Linked DNA regions of Sus scrofa: region 2 is linked to region 1. The links are chromatin contacts, called in public Hi-C maps. All regions are on one chromosome and are shown on one strand. The core of a region is the stretch at or near the end of the contact, and the rest is flanking DNA. Distances in the headings are between cores, read along the strand shown. Region 1 overlaps PNKD (probable hydrolase PNKD). Region 2 holds the start of CATIP (ciliogenesis associated TTC17 interacting protein).

What was found. A called contact is a pair of places that touch in the nucleus more often than the background predicts.
Region 2: a Hi-C map of liver shows a contact between it and region 1, with 1.8 times the contacts expected there. The contact joins the promoter of CATIP here to the enhancer-like site in region 1. A contact is called at or near these places in 1 of 5 promoter capture datasets (skeletal muscle), 13 of 47 Hi-C or Micro-C datasets (alveolar macrophages, blood, embryonic fibroblasts and 7 more) and 2 of 2 datasets of contacts at active chromatin or transcription factors (alveolar macrophages and skeletal muscle).

Annotation. Positions count from the first base shown.
Region 1 is chr15:120,379,942-120,383,544 of Sscrofa11.1, forward strand. The region is part of intron 2 of PNKD (probable hydrolase PNKD); the gene reads left to right. Among named protein-coding and RNA genes, the nearest start is that of TMBIM1, 17 kb to the left of the region's middle. Within about 2 kb of position 1,605, at least 3 of the 83 cell types and tissues checked have an H3K27ac peak or open chromatin away from gene starts, as enhancers often do. A contact at or near this core is called in liver, where this site is marked.
Region 2 is chr15:120,417,734-120,421,336 of Sscrofa11.1, forward strand. It overlaps CATIP (ciliogenesis associated TTC17 interacting protein), which reads left to right and starts at 1,740. Exons shown (of 10, transcript NM_001190220.1): 1 at 1,740-1,804; 2 at 1,989-2,081; 3 at 2,440-2,640; 4 at 2,905-2,960. The coding sequence starts at 1,780.

The DNA of each region.
Region 1 (3,603 bases), core at 355-2,854:
CAACAAAAAAGACAAAAGACAAAAAAAAAAAAAAAAAAAAAAAAAAGATCTGCCATACCTGTATTATTTTTTGAAAACAATGTTTATTGCCACATGAACACTATTCTATTTGTAGGTATTCTGGGGTTTTTTTGTTTTGTTTTGTTTTGTTTTACTTTTTATTTTGAAGATATGACTAGGAGGTCCCATCACCTGCCATCGAGCTTCTCCAAAGGTTCACGTCTTACTTAACTATAGTGTTAGTATCAAAACCAGGAAATTAACATTGCTACAGTTCTAAAAAGATTTCAACAGTCTTTATTCAAATTTTGCCCATTGTCTCCTGAATGTCCTTTTTCCTGGTCAATCCAGGATCATGCATTGCATTGGGTTCTAATCATAAACACCATTGTAGGAGTTCCCGTTGTGGCACACCAGGATGGGCAGCCCCTTGGAAGCTCTGGGTCTCAGGTTCAATCCTTGGCCCAGCACAGTGGGTTAAGGATCTGGCATTGTTGCAGCTGTGGCTCAGATCTGATCCCTGGCCTGGGAACCCCATATACCAAGGGGCGGCCAAAAATGAAATAAATAAATAAATAAACACCATCTTAAAGCCATACAGAGGTTCATAGAACCTAACTCTTCCCTTTTTACCAGACCCGTCAACTGTTTATAGTCTCACCATTGCATACATGTCAAATGATATTTTTGGGCAGATCTTTTGGGCAGATCTCTAAAACCGAATTCCTGAGTCAGAGAATATGATATTTTAAAATCATTGATGCATATTGAGAATTGCTTTTTAGAAAATTGTGCTGGAGCTCCCTGGTGGCTCAGCAGGTTAACGATCCTTGATTCTTTTGAGGTTGAACATTTTTCATGTATATATTAGCCATTAATCCCTTTAGTAATTGATGTGTCTTTGTGTTTTCTCATTTACTAAAAGTATTCAGTAGTTTAAGTCTTTGACAAAGGAGACAAATATTTTCCACAATTTTTTCTGGCTCTTTCTTTTGTTCATGTTGTTTCTTTCATTTATTTATTTGTCTTTTTAGGGCCATACTCTCGGCATATGGAAGTTCCCAGGCAAAGGGTTAAATCAGAGCTGCAGCTGCTGGCCTACACCACAACAGCCAGAGCAACGCCAGATCCAAGCTGCGTCTGTGACCTCTGCCGCAGCGCATGGCAACACCAGATCCTTAACCCACTGAGTGAGGCCAGGGATGGAACCTGTATCTTCATGGATACTAGTCAGATTCATTACTGCTGAGCCACAATCGGAGCCCCCATGTTGTTTCTTAACACAGAGGCTTAAATTTTTTTAAGGAGCCAGAAGAGTAATTATTTCCCATGTTACACCTTCATTTGCTTTTAGTCTGAGTTTAAGAGTAACTTACGCCTATTAAGGAAAATTAGAAAAACACTGCTATTGCTTTAAGCCCTAGAAAGCCTTCCACTATTCACAGATTGAACATGCATTTAATTTTCTTCTAGTTTTGTATGATTTAACTGTCTGTCCTTAACACTTTAATTCACCTGGAATTTATTTTGGCGTATGCTGTGCCGACACGAGTCTAAATTGCTCTTTTCAGTTAGCTAATGAGTTATCCAAGCCCCTTGCTTTCCAGGACCATTAATAATTAATCTCTCTGCTTCCCACTGTCTCCATTAGCTATTGTGTCAATAATGCTGCATAACAAGCAAATCCAAAACTGAGAGGCATACAACAAGCAGTGTGTATTTCTCTCACTTGTGCACCGGTGGGCAGGCTGAGTTTCAGCTCGTCTAGGCTGGGCTCTGCTGGACTGGGCTGGCTTCTGAGCTGTGAGTGGGGTCAGGTCACCTCCACTTGTCTTCATTCTCCTTAAGCCAGCAACTAACTACCAGAGGGATTGTTTTCATGGCAAAAGGCATGGATACAGAGACCAAGTCCGACCACAGTAGCACATTTAAGGCCTCTGCTTTACCATGTCTGCTAACATTTCACTGACCAAACCAAGTCACCAGACCAAGCCCAACGTCAGTGGTGCAGGGGAAATACATTGCACCTCCACGGAAATGGTACACAGCCACATGGTAAAGGGTGAGATTCCAGAGAGAGATGAGGAACGGGCAACCGAAATGCAATCCACCACACCCACAGAGACAGACATTCAGGAAACCAAGTTATGTTGAGATAAAGGCAGAATCTCAATAGGGAGTCAAGGTCAAGGGAAGCTTTTAAGGCAGGGAGATACTCAAGTTTGCTCATAGGGTAAGGAAAAATGGTGGCCAGGAGAAACACCGCTTGAAGACATGAGCAAGACGGGCCAAGAGCATTTCCTCTAAAAATTCATATGGGGAGTTCCTGTCGTGGCTCAGTGGTTAACCAATCCGACTAGGAACCATGAGGTTGTGGGGTTGATCCCTGGTCTCCCTCAGTGGGTTAAAGAGCCGGCATTGTAGTTCCCATTGTAGCTTAGTGGTTAATGAATCTGACTAGGAACCATGAGGTTGCAGGTTTGATCCCTGGCCTCACTCAGTGGGTTAAGGATCCTGCGTTGCTGTGAGCTGTGGTGTAGGTCTCAGACTTGGCTTGGATCCTGCCTTGCTGTGGCTGTGGTGTAGGCCGGCGGCTACAGCTCTGATTGGACCCCTAGCCTGGGAATCTCCATATGCCGTGGGTGCAGCCCTAGAAAAGGCAAAAAGACCAAAATAAAAATTAAAAAAACATAAAAATAATTTATAAATAAATAAATAAATAAATGAAAATTCGTATGTGAGCAGCAAGTTTTGCCAGGGACTGAATGGACATAGAAATTATTCCCTCTAAGAAGGCTATTGGCTGAAAGGAAAGGAATTGGAGCTAAGCCTGAGGTTGCTAATAAGAGATCTCAGCAAAGTAAACGCTCTGCCAAGGAGTTGCCACCATGGCACAGTGGATTAAGAATCCAACTATAGCAGCTCAGGTCACTGTGGAGGTGCAGGTTCCACCCCTGGCCTGGCACAGAGGGTTAAAGTGTTGCCACAGCTGTGGCTTGGATTCAGTACCTGGCCTGGGAACTTCTGTACCAGTGACCATAAGATAAAAAATTAAATAAAAGTTTTTTTTAAATAAAATAAAAATGCTCTGTCAAGCATTGGTGTTGGGGAGCCCAGTAAAGTATAACTTTTTTTCCCTCCTTTTTAGGGCCGCACCAGTGGTTGTTTCCAATGAGCCACAATGGGAACTCCAAGGTCTGACTTGTAGAGACCCTGATTCACAAGGGATGGCCATTTTCTCTGGCCCTGTGCCCAAGGCTGGAGCAGAAAATGTGGACTGTCAGGTTGGAACAGGCTGGTCTGGAGGTTGATAGGCTAAGGCTGGAGGGACAAGGGGGGTGAAGAAGCCGACGACCAGTGAGTAAGTGGTTCAAGGGACTGAACCCAAATTCTCCCTTGGAGGGAAGAAATGTGGGCAGGAGGGGCTGAAGGGCTGAAAGAAAACAAACCTTTGAGGGCCTAGAGATGGAGGAGATGTAGTGGAAATAATAAGGTCAGAGAGAAGTGCATTGGAGTTGAGATTTTCAAAGGTAGAGAAGTTCCAGGAGTTCCCTTTGTGGCTCAGTGGTTCTCAAACCCAACTAGTATCTATGAGGATGCGGG
Region 2 (3,603 bases), core at 490-2,989, 38 kb after region 1:
GTAACGTTAGAAAAAACATAGGTTCCTTGATAGCCTAGTGCTTAAAGGATCCAGTGTTGTCACTGCTGTGGCTCTAGTTCGAACCCTGGCCCAGGAACTTCCACATTCTGTGGGTATGGCCAAAATTTAAAAATCAGAATCTCAGCTTAACTCTCTCTCTCTCTCTCTCTCTCTCTCTCTCTCTCTCTCTCTCTCTCCCTCTCTCTGTCTTTTTTGGTCTTTTTAGGGCTGCACTCGCTGAATATGGAGGTTCCCAGGCTCAGAGTTGAATTGGAGCTGGCCTACACCACAGCAGCGTCAGATCCGAGCCGGACTGCACCCTACGCCAAAACTCATGGCAACACCGGATCCTTAACCCACTGAGTGAGGCCAGGGATCAAACCTGTGTCCTCATGGATGCCAGTCAGATTCACTTCCTCTGAGCCATGACAGGAATTCCTCAGCTTATCTTTTAAGCATCCTGTTATGCCAAATTATTTTAAACATTTCAAGAACTTGAAATGCCAAATACACACAATGTAATACAAAACAATATTAATCCTGTTAGTTTGATTCTCTTAAGCCCTTCTACATATAATTCTAAATCTCCCCAAAGTTGGTGGATATTTACCATATAAGAAGATGTTTAAAGATTACCTTCCCAAGTGATAAGGGAGATGGGGGTGAGGGAAAGAATAATTCCTTAGGTGACTGAGGATTCAGGGTAAGGTTTTTTCTTTTTTTGTGACCCTATCAGGCTGAACTGCCTCTTTTTTTTTTTTTTTTTTTGCTTTTTAGGGCCACATCCATGGCATTTGGAGGCTCTCAGGCTAGTGGTCCAATCAGAGCTATAGCTGCCAGCCTACACCCACAGTCACAGCAACTCAGGACCTGAGCCATGTCTATGACCTACACCGCAGCTCACGACAACACTGAATCCTTAACCCACTGAGCAAGGCCAGGGATCAAACCTGCGTCTTCACGGATGCTAGTCTGATTTGTTAACCACTGAGCCACGCTGGGAACTCCTGAACGCCTTTGTTTTTGTTGTTGTTGTTTGTGGTGGTGATAGTTTTTTTGGTTTGTTTGTTTGTTTTTGCCATTCCCATGGCATGTGGAAGTTCCCAGGCCAGGGACTGAACCCGAGACACCACAGTGACCTAGGCTACTGCAGTGACAATGCCAGATACTTAATCCACTGAGCCACAATGGGAACTCCCTGAGCTGCTTTTTATAGCCACTATGTTGTAGCTTGGGTCCTGGCTCTGCCAGTTATTAGCTGTGACCTTGGGAAGACATTTAACCTCTTGGTTCCTCAATTTTCTTAGCCATAAAGTGGAGGGGGGAAAAAAGCACCTGTTCACAGGTTTAGCCTGAAGATTAAATGAGATAATGTACATGAAGTCCTTTAGAAGAGCGCCTGGCCGAAGGTAAGGCCTGGCCAAAGGTAAGGCAGAGTTTAAGTGTTTGCTGTGACTGTCGTTATTAGAACCACAGCGTGTGGGCGAATCACAAGGCTTCTAATTGGTAGTATGCATGGGAGGCCATGTCTGATTCAGAGCTACAACTTCTAAGGTCATTCTACTGACCCATGTCATTCCCCTGCCTCCTAAGAACGGCAAATGCTCCCTCTGCTGGACAATACTTGAGGCTTGGGCTGAGCCCCAGAAGCCACCGTGCCTACCAATTCCTTCAAGGTTTGGATGTTTGGTGAATGGGTTGAGGGCCCTTTAAGAGGCAGTAGCTAGCTCCCAGTTGCCATGGAGACAGCTGGCTACAAACCCAGAAGCAACAGGCAGCATGTCCTCTAAAGTTCAATCCAAAGGTGAGAGAAGGGCTGAGGGGTTGGGGGGGGTTGGGGGGGGCGCTGGAAGGGGGAGGGGCATCTTCTCCCTCTCCATCCACCCTGGGGTGGCCTTGGAGAATTCTGCCCTTGAGACCCCTGTCCCACATCTGTCCCTCTCCCCAGGGTCCTTCATCTGCAATCTCAGCCTCTCTTCCCTCCATAGGCTCCAAAGCCAAGGACCACCAGCCTTCCGCCCAAGCGGGTCTGCCACCCCCTGAGGCCAATGCGGAAGCCATCCACTTCCTTGATTCCCTCCGTGAGCCTGGGCAGTGGGGATGGAGGGGATGGGCACCAGGGTGGACAGGAGAGAAGAGAGAGAAAAGGCCCAGAACTGCCTGGCCCCCATCTCTCTTGATTCTCCTGGGACTCAGAAAGGGCGAGAGGCCTAGTAGTAGATATTCTTCAAGGGAAGACCCCCCGGGGAGGCCATGGGGGTGGGGGTGGGGGTGTGTCTTCCCGGCTGGCTGCTGTAGAGGGGAGGCAGGGGCTCCCTGGGGGACCTGGAATGAGGAGAAGGTGAGCGGAGACTGTGGGGCACTGATGATCAGGGGGTCAGAGAGTTGAGGCCTAGGAATGGGGGCTTCAACGGTCTCCACGGGACCCTCACCTCCCAGGGCAGGAGGAGCTGCTGATGCTGCTCTTCTCGGAGACCCTGGTCATGGTGTCAGACACAGGGGAGCCTCAGGGAGAGCTGACCATTGATGTGCAGAGAGGGAAATACAAGGATGAATTTGGTATCATGTCCTACTGCCCCTTCGTGCACGCCTCCAGCCGCGGCTACGTGGACGGAGTCCTCTGCGGAACCTCGCTTCTGGGTAGAGCTCCTGCTGCCCCATATCCTCCTCCCCCTCCCTTCCTCCACTGCTCCCCCCTCCCCTCAACCTCCACCCAGGACCACACCATTGACTTCACCTTGGGACCAGAATGAGGCAAAGAGAGTGCCTGACACAGAGGGGTGGCAGGGAGGTCTTTCCTGTGGCCACCCTCGCCTGAGTCCTCCAGCCTGGGCCCCCACCCTCCCTTCCTGCAATCTCCGGCCCCACCTCCCGTGATGGCAGCGTTCACCTGCCTCCCCCCAGGCTACCTTTCCTGGAAACTGGAGATCGTGGAACAACATAATCAGGAGTTCATCAAGGTATCTCCTGGGGCTCCCCAGCCTTGACTCCAAACCAGGATGAGAAAATAGAGACCCGAGGAGGGAGGAAGGGGGTTCAGAGGACTGTCACCTCAATTCTCTTCCCAGTTACCCTGCACCCCCCACCACACACAACTTGGAAACCAGTCCATCTAGGGTCCTGGAGGTCCACAGAGGGTTGCTTCTGAAGACCTTCTCCTAATACACAAATCCTGGGTCCAGCCCACCCTCAGCCTCCTCCGGCCCAAGCGTCTAGCATCTCCCTTGGGGCCAAGTGGGATGGCCTTTCCCAAAGGCTTGTCACTACCTCTCCTCTAAATTCTGCTCTGTGCCCTCTATATGCTGTGGCCCTAAAAAAAAAAAGTAAATAAAAAAGAAAATGGGCATGATTTCTGTGGGACAATTCTTCAGTAGGTGTGGTTTCCTTCCAGAAGTTCCAGAAGTGGTCATGTTCCAGAAGTTAGCTAAGTGGCTGGCGTGAACTCCAGAATACAGATTTTTAGAAGATGGGCATGGAGTTCCCGTCGTGGCGCAGTGGAAACAAATCCTACTAGGAACCATGAGGTTGCAGGTTCAATCCCTGGCCTCACTGAGTGGGTTAAGGATCCGGCATTGCCATGAGCTGTGGTGTAGATCGCAGACG